Regions from separate parts of the Pan troglodytes genome. Here regions 1 and 3 are each linked to region 2. The links are chromatin contacts, called in public Hi-C and HiChIP or PLAC-seq maps. All regions are on one chromosome and are shown on one strand. Each heading gives the region's core, a stretch centred on a gene start, on an enhancer-like site or on the middle of the called end of the contact. The rest is flanking DNA. Distances are from core to core; before and after follow the strand shown.

Region 1 (4,360 bases), core at 161-2,660, 150 kb before region 2:
CTCTCAGGCCCCTGTTTCTCCCCCTTGCGCCTGTGGGGCTTGCCTGGCTCTGTAAGGGGAGCCCTGGGCCCAGCCTGGCCGCCCCACACCTCCAGCATCCAGCTGGGGCCTGGCACACAGTAGGTGCTCCATAAATGCACAGGCTAAGTTGGGGGGTTCCCCATCTTACAGGTGAGGAAACTGAGGCTCCGAAGAGGGCGGCCTGACAGGCATCTGGGAGCCCCGGCCCAGGCGAAGGTATTTCCTCCTGGCCCAGGGCGCCGTGGGGTCCCGGGGCAGCTGGTGGGGCCGCCAAAGGGTGGCCGTGTGTGTGGCGGTGGCAGCTGGGGCTCTGGCCGTGGGGGAGGGTGGGCGGGAGGCAGCAGCTGGTGGCTGGCCCCAGGCCAGCTGGAGCCTGTGCAGAGGGAGGGCGCTGGGTCGGCTCACGCTGCCTCTGGGTCCCCTTCTGAGTCCCCCTCAGCCTTTCTCGGTTGGTCTCCATCTCTGTCCTTGTCTCTCTGTCTCTGTCTCTTTCTGTCTGTTTCTCTCTGTCTTCTTTCTCTGTGCTCTCTCTGTGTCAGCCTCCCTGTCTCTGTCTCTTTCTCTTCCCCATCTCTGTCTCTCTTTTTGTCTCTGTCTCTGTTTCTTTCTGTCTCTGTGTATCTCTTTCTGTCCCTCTGTCTCTGTCAGTCTCTCTGTGTCTGTGTGTGTCTCTGTCTCCATCTCTCTCGTTGTCTCTCTATTTCTCTTTCTCTATCTCTTTCTGTCTCTCTCTGCCTGTCTCTCTGCCTCTCTGTCTCTCTGTTTCTCTGCCTGTCTCTCTCTCTGCCTCTCTGTATCTCTCTCTATCTCTTTGTCTGTTTCTGTTCTTCTCTGTCTCTTTCTCTGCTTCTCTGTCTCTTTCTCTTTCTGTTCCTATCTCTTGTCTTTCTCTCTGTCTCTCTCTGCCTCTCTGTCTCCCTCTGTCTCTGCCTCTCTCTCCTTCCCCTTCACACTGGGGCCTCCCCTGACTGGCCCGGACAGGGGCTGGTTACACTGCTGCACCCTCTCTTCCAGACCTCCCGCTCCACCCCACTCCCTGCTGCCTGCACCCCTGCGTCAGCCAGCGCCTCTGTGCTGGCATGAAGGTCTCAACCCACCGGGAGGAGCCCAGGACCCTCTCACGGGCTGGGGACCCTGTGCGCATCGCTCCCCTGTGAGCCTGCATTTCCCCACATGCAGGGTGTTTGCAGAGCCCTCTCAGAGCGGTGCTCTGGGGAACCACAGGGCAGAGGTCTCAGCCCGTCGGGGCTCCCAGCCAGATGGGGAAGGAGAATTTCGAAGGAATCGCCTTACAGGCATTTGAAACTCTGCAGGCAGAGGCCAGGGGAATCCCGGGTGGAGGAGCAGGCAGGGTGAGGGCTCTGAGAGTCCCTCCCCGGGTTAGGAGCAGGCAGGGTGAGGGCCCTGAGAGTCCCTCCCCGGGTTAGGAGCAGGCAGGGTGAGGGCCCTGAGAGTCCTCCCCGGGTTAGGAGCAGGCAGGGTGAGGGCCCTGAGAGTCCCTCCCCGGGCCACCCCCAGCCACACTCCCCGGTCACACAGGGAACCTGGCCCAGTTGCCCGTACCCACTGGTCCTGGGGAGGGCAGCTGGGAGGGGCTGTGTGTGCACTAGGGGGGCGGAGCTGGGACTCCCCTCAAGGACCCTCCCTTCCGGGATCTACCAGCACATCCACCCACCACCCTCGCAGACAATAGAATTCATCACTGTAGAAACATCCTCTGGGGCTGGGGCTTAATCAGTTCCTGATTTGCATTTTTGCATATTAATGACAGCAGAGCTGCTAATTTTGGCACATGATTTTAAAGGTGCAGTAGCTCTGAAACTACGGAGGCGGTGAGGGGGTGAGGACCGGGGCCTTCCTCACCTGGCCTGGAGGGTGCTGGCCCTCAGGTTACAGGTTACAGGGTCTCTGCCCTGGGAGCGGCCCCTGCCTCTGGGAGCTGCAGGGACCCTTGGGGATTATGGGGTCCCTGCCTCTGGGGCTCACAGGAATCACAGAGTCTCTGCCACTCTATCTTTCTTTCCTTCCCTTCCCTCCCTCCCCTCCCTCCCCTCCCTCCCCTCTCTCTCTCTCTCGCTCTCTCTCTCTTTCCTTCCTTTCCTCCCCTTCCTTCCCTCCCTCCCCTCTCTCTCTCTTTCCTTTCTTTCCTTTCCTTCCTTTCCTTCCCTTCCCTCCCTCCCCCCTTCTCTCTCTCTGTTTCTTTTCTTCCCTTCCTTCCCTCCCTCCCTCCCCTCTCTCTCTTTCCTTTCCTCCCCTTCCTTCCCTCCCTCCCCTCTCTCTCTCCTTTCCTTCCTTTCCTTCCCTCCCTTCCCTCGCTTCTCTCTCTCTCTCTTTCCTTCCCTTCCTTCCCTTCCCTCCCTCCCCTCTCTCTCTCTTTCCTTTCCTTCCTTTCCTTCCCTTCCTTCCCTCCCTTCCCTCCTCTCTCTCTCCCTCTCTCTCTCTCTCTTTCTTTCTTTCGCTCTTGTTGCCCAAGCTGGAGTGCAGTGGCACAAGCTTGGCTCACTGCAACCTCCGCCTCCCGGGTTCAAGTGATTCTCCTGCCTCAGCCTCCCGAGTAGCTGGGATTACAGGTGTGCGCCACCATGCCCAGCTAATTTTTGTTTGTTTGTTTTTTGAGACGGAGTTTTGCTCAGTCGCCCAGGCTGGAGTGCAGTGGCGCGATCTTGGCTCACTGCAAGCTCCGCCTCCCGGGTTCACCCCGTTCTCCTGCCTCAGCCTCGCGAGTAGCTGGGACTACAGGCGCCCACCACTATGCCTGGCTAATTTTTTGAATTTTTTTTAGTAGAGACGGAGTTTCACCTTGTTAGCCAGGATGGTCTCGAACTCCTGACCTCAGGCGATCCGCCTGCCTCGGCCTCCCAAAGTGCTGGGATTATAGGTGTGAGCCACCGCGCCCGGCCCATGCCCGGCTAACTTTTTGTATTTTTAGTAGTTTCACCATGTTGGCCAGGCTGGTCTCGAACTGCCGACCTCAGGAGATCCGCCCACCTCGGCCTCCCAAAGTGCTGGGATTACAGGCATGAGCCGCCGCGCCCCGCCCACTCTTTTTCTTCTCTTTTGAGGCAGGATCTTGCTCTGTTACCCAAGCTGGAGTGCAGTGGTGCAATCATAGCTCACTGCACCCTCCACCTCCTGGCTCAAGTGATCCTCCCACCTCCCACGTGGCTCGGACCACAGGCGTGTACCACCACACTAGCCTAATTATTTAAAATTTTGAGTTTGGGTGCCGTGGCTCACGCCTGTAATCCCAGCACTTCAGGAGGCAGAGGCTGGTGGGTCACTTGAGATCAGGAGTTGGAGACCAGCCTGACCAACATAGGGGAACCCCCTCTCTACTAAAAATACAAAAATTAGCTGGGCATGGTGGCACGTGCGTGTAATCCCAGCTACTCGGGAGGCTGAGGCAGGGAGAATCGCTTGAACCCAGGAAGCAGAGGTTGCAGTGAGCCAAGATCGCTACTGCTCTCCAGTCTGGGCGACAGAGTGAAACTCCGTCTCAAAAATAAATAAATAAATACATTTTTGTAGGACAGGGGTCTTGCTATGTTTCTCAGGCTGGTCTCGAACTCCTGGGCTTAAATGAGCCTCCTGCCTCAGCCACCTAAAGTGCTGGGATTACAAGTGTGAGCCATCACGCCCTGGCTTTGCCACTCTTGCATTTGGGCATCAACGCTGGCATTGGCCAGGGGAACTGGGATTCTGGAATTTTCTCCAATTGGCTCCATCCTGAGAATCCCATATTTGGAAAGCTGTGAATTCAAGTTCGGAGTATCTTAAAACCTTTGGATTTTACCCATCGAGGCTGAGGATAGTAAGAATATTTACCGGCCAAGAATATCATTTAAAAAAAAATCAAAACAAACCTTTGTATTCTCTGTCCTAGGTAGACCCTAAATCCTGCCCTTGTCCTCACCTCCTGCGCTCAGATCGGAAACCTGGGACCTTTGCCTCCAAACCCCACCCCACAATCCCGCCCAGGCTCAGGACTCAGTTCCCTTCGCCCCCACCGCGCCCTCCCCCGGCCCTCTGCACCTGCCGCGTCCCGTATCCGGCCTGCTCTTCTTCACCATTGGTGCCTTTTCCTTCAACCCCACCTCCCCAGGGAAGCCCTCCTGGTTACTTCACCACGCCTGTGTGTTCAGTTATTCTCCCTCTCCCTGGGAGGTGGGGAAACCGAGGCATAGAGCGGCGAGGCTGGTGCTCACGGCCCCCCGGGGTCCTCCCCAGACCCCTCCCCTCCCTGTGGTCCGGGGGTGCATGGGGTGGGGCGCGGGGGCCTCGCTGGTCCTGGGGTTCAGTCGGGCGCGCGTGCTGCCACCTGGTGGCCACTGGGCAAGGC
Region 2 (4,188 bases), core at 1,464-3,963:
CAGGCCTATACATTTTACAGAGGGGGGTAAACTGAGGCTCGGTGATGGGCTCTTGGGTGTCCAAGGCCATACATCCAGCTGGCGGCCCAGATCTTTCTGGGCATGCAGCCCCCAAATCCTGAGCCAAATCCCCCAAACCCAGTCAGTACTAGGGCTGGAGACTACTAGAAACCAAATGAGAATCCTAGGCAAGGCCTGACGTGCAGATCTGGGGGCCCCAGCCCGTCTCAGCCTCAGCCCTGCACTTTTTTCTTTTTTTTGAGATGGAGTCTCGCTCTGTCACCCAGGCTGGAGTGCAGTAGCACAATCGCGGCTCACTGCAACCTCCACCTCCTGGGTTCAAGTGATTCTCCTGTCTCAGCCTCCCAAGTAGCTGGAATTACAGGCATACGCCACCACGCCCAGCTAATCTTCGTACTTTTAGTAGAAACGGGGTTTCTCCATGTTGCCCAGGCTCTCGAACCCCTGACCTCAAGTGATCCACCCGCCTCAGCCTCCCAAAGTGCCGGGATTACAGGCGAGAGCCACCGCGCCTGGCCAGCCCTGAACCTCATAATCCCTCCCACCTGCACCGCCCCCTCCGCCCAGGATCAGCACCTGAGTTCCTGTCCTCATCTTGGAGATCTTCTCTCTGGCCGAGGCTGCCCATGCTGGTGGGGCTGTGGGAGAGAAGGGCCCCGGGTCACAGCAGTGATCCCAGCCCTTGCTGGGCACCACTCGGTCTTCAAGGAGCTCACAGCCTAGGGGCCGACCCTCTCAAATGCCACCTCCCACACTCATCTGCAGCCTCCCCCCCAGGCTCTGAATGTCCAGCCATAGGCTGTGTGTCTTGCCTTGGACATCCTGAGACTCAGAGGACCCCAAGATGATCCTCAAACCTGCAACAGCCCATCTGCCAGTGTCCCCCGTCAGCCACCCTGGTCGCCTCCCGCCAGTACAGCCTAGAAGGACTCTACCGCCAGCCATGCCAGCCTCTGGCCATGCCAGCCTCCGGCCACTGCTCCCCACACCTCGCTTTTCCTGAAAGGACCACTCTCACCTCCTCCTGGTTTCACTGACGGCCTCCTGCCCCTCTCCCCATGTGGCACCAGCTTAGGGGCTCAGTCGTCTGTTCACTGACTGAATGGGACCCCCGGGCTATATGTTATATCTCAAAACACAGCATGAGGGTCAGGCATGGCCACTCCCCTCCTCACCCCCCCAGGCTGGGCAGCAAACTCTGATGGGGGCGATGGAGGCAGACGGACATCGTCAGAAGATCCTGGAATCTTCTCCACTAGCAGGTTCAGGAATGTGGGTCTGGCTCTAGCCCTGCACCGGGGGCCCTGGTTTGGCCCCCTATGAGGATGGGCAAACCACCCCTAGACGCCAGCAACTGGCCCCCCACCTGCCAGCTCTCTAGCAGTGCCCTCCCCGCCAAGCCCCTGCCCCTGTGTTCCGGCCACCCGATACACCCGTCCTCACCCTTCTGGTCTCCATTCATACTTCCTAGCCCGGCCAGGCTGGGCCTTGTGCCTCCTCTCGGGTGCCCCTCTGCCTGGGGAGTCTCCCATCCCAGCTCTGATCACCGTCTCACCTCCGCGGATGCCAGCAGGACCTGAGCCTTCCTGAGTCACGTCTGAGTCACCCGTGTCCCCAGGTCCTGGTGGGGCAGGGCTTGGCTCAGGGCCAGCTCTGGTGCTCCTGGGAGTCTGAGCGGGGCCAGTGCCCATTCACCGCATGAGGAAAAGGGAGGTTCAGGGCGAAGAGGGGTTTAGGCTGTGGGACGGGGGAGAGGTGGGGGAGACCCCCGTGGGGGCAGACTGGGGATTGGAGAGCTGGAGAGAATGCTCAAATGGCCAGAATCCACTCGAAGTGTATCTGGGGGGCAGAAACAGACACGGACACAGCGCTGGCTTCCTGCCCCCTCACTAACTGGGATGCCCCATTACTCGGAAGCCCCCCACCCCGTCTTCCCGCAGCCGCAGAGGTACAGGACCGCCCTGGACAGGGCTCCAGAGTCCAGGGCTGTCTGCACCCGCCCCGGGGCCCCGACCGCGCGAACCTCTAGGGGCGCGCTCTCCACCCCCGCCGCCACGACCCCAGCTCTCAGCCTGGGTGGAGCCCAGAGAGGGTGCGCGGGCTCCCGGGGACGCACAGCAGTGGGAGCACCCGCCGCTCACCGGCGCAGGAGAGGCAGGGAGGGGCAGGCCGCGGGCGTCCAGGGCGGCGGACGTGGTGGAACCGTTAGCCCGGTGCCAACGGCCCTGAAACGGGGGGCGGGGTCTCGGGGCGGGGCCTCGGGGCCCGGCCAAGGCGAAGGTGGAGCCAGTTCGGAGCCCGGAAGGGGGCCGAGGGCGGGGCCTGGAGGGGTGGGTGGGGCCAAGGCGAAGAAGAGGCGGGGCCTCGAGGGTGGGGCCGAGCGGAGCACGGCCGAGCAGGATCGGGGCCAAGCCCCAGGGACGTGGTCACGGCAGAAGGGCGGGGCCTCGCAGAGCCTCGCAGAACAGGCGAGGATAGAAGACGCTCGGGAGCAGTGCCTGGGTCTGGGGAGGGGCCGGGACTTTTGGGAAGGGACTAGAAGGAAGGCGAGGCCGAGCGGGGTCTCGCTGAGCAAAGTCAGAGTAGGGGCGGGGCCAGGACTCAGGGGCTTGGCCAGAGCGGGAAGCGGGGTTGAGCATGGCCTTGCGGAGCAGTGTTATGGTAGGGGCGGGGCTGGGATCCGGAGCCGTTACAAAGGAGGAAGGCGGGGCCGAACGGGGGTGTCGCTGAGCAGAGTCAGAGTAGGGGCGGGGCCAGGACCCGGAGCGTGGCCAAAGAGGGAGGCGGGGCTGAGCATGGCCTTGCAAAGCAGGGTCAAGGTAGGGGCGGGGCTGGGATCGGGGGCGTGACAAACGAGGAAGGCGGGGCCGCGCAGAGCAGGGTCAGGGTAGGAGGGCGCTCAGGGTGGGTCCAGGACAGAAGGCAGGGCCTTGGGAGGGCCTTAGGGAGCAGTGCCAGTGCAGGGGCGGAGCCTGAAAGGGAAGAGGGTGTCAGGGCAGGGCCGGGCCGGGCTTGGTCAGGGAGCAGAAAGAACCTGCACCGCAGGGCGGGGTTGGAAGGGTTCTTGGAAAGGTGGGCCTGGGTCAGGTCGGAATGGGCCTTGCAGACCTGACGGGGCTGAGGCTGGTGCGGCCAGCGTGGCAGAGTGCAGGAGGAAGGACCACAGGTAACGGCGGTTATGTAAGTCAAGTCTGATCCGTGTCCTGGGTTCGTTCATTCATCCCATACACGTTCAACGAGCGCCTCCTAGGCGCAGATGCAGGGCTGAGCACCAGGCTGGGGAGAGGCGGTTATAGCCATTGAGACCACCCTAAGGCCAAGAGGAAGCCCGCAGGGTTCTTTCCAGCAGGTGGCAGGGGCTCAGGGATCCTTACTGAAGAAGTGGCAGGGGTGAGTTCAGCGACGAGGCTAGGGCGGGTCCAGGCCAGCGATAGGGCCTGGAGCCAGGGTCAGAAAGTGTGTGCGGAGGGGCTGCTGAAGATGAAATGCCCCCAAGAGTGAGGCTACCTGGGGTGAGGGCCCAAAGGGAGAGGCAAACATGGGTGGAGGGGGATAGGGAGGCCACCTCCCCCATCAAAGCGGCAACCACCTGAGGGCTCTCGGTGATCACAAACCCTCTTTCTTTGGAAGCCCAAATTGGAAGCCTGCTTGGCCCTGGAGGCTGCCAGGGAACCTCTCTTTTTTTAAAGACAGAGTCTCACTGTGTCACCCAGGCTGGAGTGCAGTGGTGCGATCAGAGCTCACTGCAGCCTCCACCTCCTGGGCTCAAGCGATCCTCCTGCCTCAGCCTCCAGAGTAGCTGGGACCACAAGCAGGCAGGTAGGCCACTGTGTTTGACTTCTCTCCTTTCATTCCTTCAACACTTCCCCTGTGCTTGCTTGCTCAGTGGTTATGAAAAAAAGCCAGGGCTGGGGGTTTGAACACACTGTTCTCATAAACTTTAGAAGAGACCTGGTTGGGTGCAGCTGTGAGGACCAGATTCCCCCACCCCAGCCTTCGCAGGAGGCACTATCTGGGGGCAGAAGCTTCCCCAGGGCACTTGTGCAAAGGCCCTGAAGCCTCCAGTGGCAACAGGTGGCTTCACAAGCTGAAGGGAGTCCCTGGGGGCTGAAGCCAGGGCTGGCCAGCCTTGGGACCCCCCGTGGGCTATGTCCTGAGGCACCAGGT
Region 3 (3,733 bases), core at 676-3,175, 210 kb before region 2:
AATGCTTGCTGTTGGATGAAAGCACGGATGACGGGTGGTCCCCGCTGTGACTGAACACAGAAGAAGCAGACCTGCTGCACCCGGGAGGGGCTGCATTGGCTACCATGGGCCACTGGGTTCTCAGCTAGGAGCAGGCTTCCTCATCCCAGGCCTGAGTTACCCACGCTGTAAAACGCCACCGGCACCATCACGTTCCACTTGAAGGTCCCAGTCAGCTCCACCGTGCAGACCCTGTCCCCGACCTGTCCCCCAGTCTGGGATGGAGGAAGTATGTTCTGGCTTCCGGACACACTGCCAATCATAAGCCTTTGCTTTTTTCTTTTTTAGAAACGGAGTTTCGCTCTTGTTGCTCAGGCTGGAATGCAATGGCACAATCTCAGCTCACCACAACCTCCACCTCCCGGGTTTGAGCGATTCTCCTGCCTCAGCCTCCCAAGTAGCTGGGATTACAGGCACGTGCCACCATACTTGGCTAATTTTGTATTTTCAGTAGAGACGGGGTTTCTCCATGTTGGTCAGGTTGGTCTCAAACTCCTGACCTCGGGTGATTTGCCCGCCTCGGCCTCCCAAAGTGTTGGGATTACAGGCGTGAGCCACTGCGCCCAGCAGCTCTAAATTTTTTTGTAGAGATAAGGTCTTGCTGTGTTGCCCAGGCTGGTCTCAAATTCCCAGGCTCAAACGATCCTCCCACCTTAGCCTCCCCAGTAGCTGGGACTACAGACAGGTGCCACCATGCCCTGATAATTTTTTGTTTTGTAGAGATGGGGTTTCATTGTGTTGTCCAGGATGGTCTTGAACTCCCAGGCTCAAGTGATTCTCCTGCCTGGGCCTCCCAAAGCACTGGGATCACAGGCCGGAGCCACTGCACCCGGCTAAGACCTTGCTGCTTTTTTTTTCTTTTCTCTTTTTGGGACACAGTCTCATTCTGTCACCCAGGCTGGAGTGCAATGGCGCAATCTCAGCTCACTGCAACCTCCTCCTCCCGGGTTCAAGCGATTCTCCTTCCTCAGCCTCCCGAGTAGCTGGGATTAGAGGCACCCGCCACCACGCCTGGCTAATTTTTGCATTTTTAGTAGAGACGCGGGTTTCACCATGTTGGCCAGGCTGGTCTCGAACTCCTGACCTCAGGTGATCCACCTGCCTCGGCCTCCTAAAGCGCTAGGATCACAGGCGGGAGCCACCGCACCCAGCAAGGCCTTGCTTCTTAGCACCCCACGTGGAAACACCAGACAACCCTACGGAGGCCACCCCCAGCCCGGCTTCTATGGGGGCCACCCCTATGCCTTCCCGCTGCCCACGTGGGCTCAGGCGCAGCTGAAGCTTTCACGCTCCTTGTTAAAAATCATAAAAACCAAAATAGTGGCAAAGGCCGAAGATGCCGCGAGTGCTGGGCTGGGGATCGGGACTCGGCACCTTCTGGGCGTTTCCGTCCAGGGGGTCACCATTCGGATCCCCCGGTAGAGATGGGGAAACTGAGGCTTGGAGCGGCCTAGCCGCGGAGCCGGGCAAGCTGGGGTTTGGCCTTGGGTCCGTCACGTCCCGTTCACGCCGGGACGCGCCGCTCCGCCTCTCTGCCTCAGTTTCCCCCTCTGTCACCGGGCACAACAAGGGACCTGGGCCCGGCCCGGCCCCCGGAAACGCGCACAAATACGGAACGCAGCGGCGCGGGGCTGGGCCGAGGCGGGAGCGCGGATGGGGCCGCGAGTCGGCGTCCTCACCAGTTCTTGACCAGCTCCCGGTAGCGTGGGCCCAGGAACCGGGTCACCATCGCGGCGGCGTCGCACCCTCAGGATGACCCTGTCCAGCTGACCCGGCTACACTGCGCAGGCGCGGCCGCGGCGCGCACGCGCGCGGGGAGGGCGGGGGGGAAGGAAAAAAAAACATCATCCGCCACTGTGCGCACAGACCCGGAAGCCACTTACAGTAACTTCCGGCGAGGGTTGGACGACCGCGGAGAAGTGGTCCGGAGTGGGCGGTGTTAGGGCGGGGCTTTCTGGCCACGTGGTCTGGCGGCCGAATGTGCTTCTGGGCTCCGCGGGGCTACCTGCCAGTGATTTTGTGCGCCTAGTATGTGCCAGAACGTTATTTACAATGAAGGAAACTGAGGTCCAGCGGGGAAGGGTCTTGCTCAGAGTCACACAGAAGGGAAGAGCTGGGATTGGAGCCCACTTTTGGAGGCGTCAGGCGTTGTTCCTGATTCGCTGTAGGACTTTGGTCGAGCGGCAGTGCTTGCCTGAGCCTCAGCGTTGCCCGTTGCTTGGAGGCCCTGTCGGAAATCTCTTTGCAGGTTTCCGTTTGCGAGCCTGGGTTATTCCTCATTCTGGCAGCAGAGGGTGGCCTGGCTCCTTGCTCGGTGAACGTCTCTGGATGCTCTTAGCTGATGACAGGCAGGTCTTTCTGCCTCCTGCTTTCCACCGCACCAGGCTCGCTTGGGCTCGCCTTTCTCCAGTCCCTGCTTCCTCTGCTCTCCCACAACCCGGCGCAGCACCGTACACGCTCACTCAGCTCCCAGCTTCCAGCCTTCCCCCTGCACACCGGGCCGGTGTGGGCAGAAGGAAGAGGGGCATATTCCCAGACACCGCCATTGCACTTTTGTGCCTTTTCCCCCATATTCAAGAGTTGCCTCCCTCAGGAAGCCCTCCTGGACTGCCTGACCCACAGGCACCTTTACAGCATGAACGGAAAGGCCATAGCCTAGACGGGGCACTGGGCGTGATTTGTCTCTCGGGCGCCAGCGTCACTTGCAGGCCTCGTGATAAGGAATGGACACCGTGGGTTCTTCTGCCCAGCCTGGCCTGTCCTCCTGGGGTCAGCCCCTCAGTACTCTCCAAGCCTGCAGCTCTCTGGGGACTGCGGGTGCTAACCCATCCCTATCCCTGGTTAAGGACTCAGGGTGGGAGCCGGAAGTAGGTTTTGGACACCACAGTCTGGGCACTGTTTTTCTTTTCTTTTTTTTTTTTTTTTTGAGACGGAGTCTCGCTCTGTGGCCCAGGCTGCAGTGCAATGACACGATCTCGGCTCACTGCAACCTCCGCTTCCCGGGTTCAAGCTTCTCCTGCCTCAGCCTCCCAAGTAGCTGGGACTACAGGCGTGAGCCACCACACCTGGCTAGTTTTTGTATTTTTAGTAGAGATGGGGTTTGGCCATGTTGGCCAGGCTTGTCTTGAATTCCTGACCTCAAGTGATCCGCCTCCCAAAATGCTGGGATTACAGGTGTGAGCCACCGGGCCCGGCCCTGGGCATTGTTTGTAGAACTTTCCAGTTGGCTTGGGGTTTTTGAGCTTGGGATCAGAGAGCACCTGAATAAGACTCTTCCCATTGGTGGAAACTTAAAAAAGTGGGATGCAGGGGCTGACACAGAGACTATTAAGAGAAAGGACAGGAACACAAGGGCTGCTGGAATGTCAGCCCAGAGTTTCCAGATGCCACAATGTAAGAGTTCGCCAGTGGCCGGGCACGGTGGCTCACGCCTATAATCCCAGCACTTTGGGAGGTTGAGGCGGGCAGATCACCTGAGATTGGGAGTTCGAGACCAGCGTGACCAACATGGAGAAACCCCATCTCTACTAAAAATACAAAATTAACCGGACATGGTGACGGATGCCTGTAATTCCAGCTACTCGGGAGGCTGAGGCAGGAAAATTGCTTGAAAACCCGGGAGGCAGAGGTTGCGGTGAGCCGAGATCACGCCATTGCACTGCAGCCTGGGCAACAAGAGTGAAACTCCGTCTCA

The links. Hi-C and Micro-C count contacts between places; a contact is called where the count stands out from the background. HiChIP or PLAC-seq counts read pairs in DNA pulled down with a chosen protein or histone mark.
Region 1: a Hi-C map of stem cell-derived neural progenitor cells shows a contact between it and region 2, with 3 times the contacts expected there. The contact joins the enhancer-like site here to the promoter of ATP8B3 in region 2. A contact is called at or near these places in 1 of 7 Hi-C or Micro-C datasets (stem cell-derived neural progenitor cells) and 1 of 1 datasets of contacts at active chromatin or transcription factors (stem cell-derived excitatory neurons).
Region 3: a contact with region 2 is called in an H3K4me3 HiChIP or PLAC-seq map of stem cell-derived excitatory neurons, with 4 times the contacts expected there. The contact joins the promoter of UQCR11 here to the promoter of ATP8B3 in region 2. A contact is called at or near these places in 1 of 7 Hi-C or Micro-C datasets (stem cell-derived neural progenitor cells) and 1 of 1 datasets of contacts at active chromatin or transcription factors (stem cell-derived excitatory neurons).

The regions. Positions count from the first base shown.
Region 1 is chr20:3,959,526-3,963,885 of NHGRI_mPanTro3-v2.0_pri, forward strand. No RefSeq gene overlaps it. Among named protein-coding and RNA genes, the nearest start is that of TCF3, 17 kb to the left of the region's middle. Within about 2 kb of position 1,411, at least 5 of the 24 cell types and tissues checked have an H3K27ac peak or open chromatin away from gene starts, as enhancers often do. A contact at or near this core is called in stem cell-derived neural progenitor cells, where this site is marked.
Region 2 is chr20:4,107,744-4,111,931 of NHGRI_mPanTro3-v2.0_pri, forward strand. ATP8B3 (ATPase phospholipid transporting 8B3) reads right to left here and starts at 2,714. Exons shown (of 28, transcript XM_054673270.2): 1 at 2,163-2,714; 2 at 1,465-1,860; 3 at 598-659. The coding sequence starts at 1,712.
Region 3 is chr20:3,896,026-3,899,758 of NHGRI_mPanTro3-v2.0_pri, forward strand. UQCR11 (ubiquinol-cytochrome c reductase, complex III subunit XI) reads right to left here and starts at 1,926. Exons shown (of 3, transcript XM_001148727.7): 1 at 1,719-1,926. The coding sequence starts at 1,768.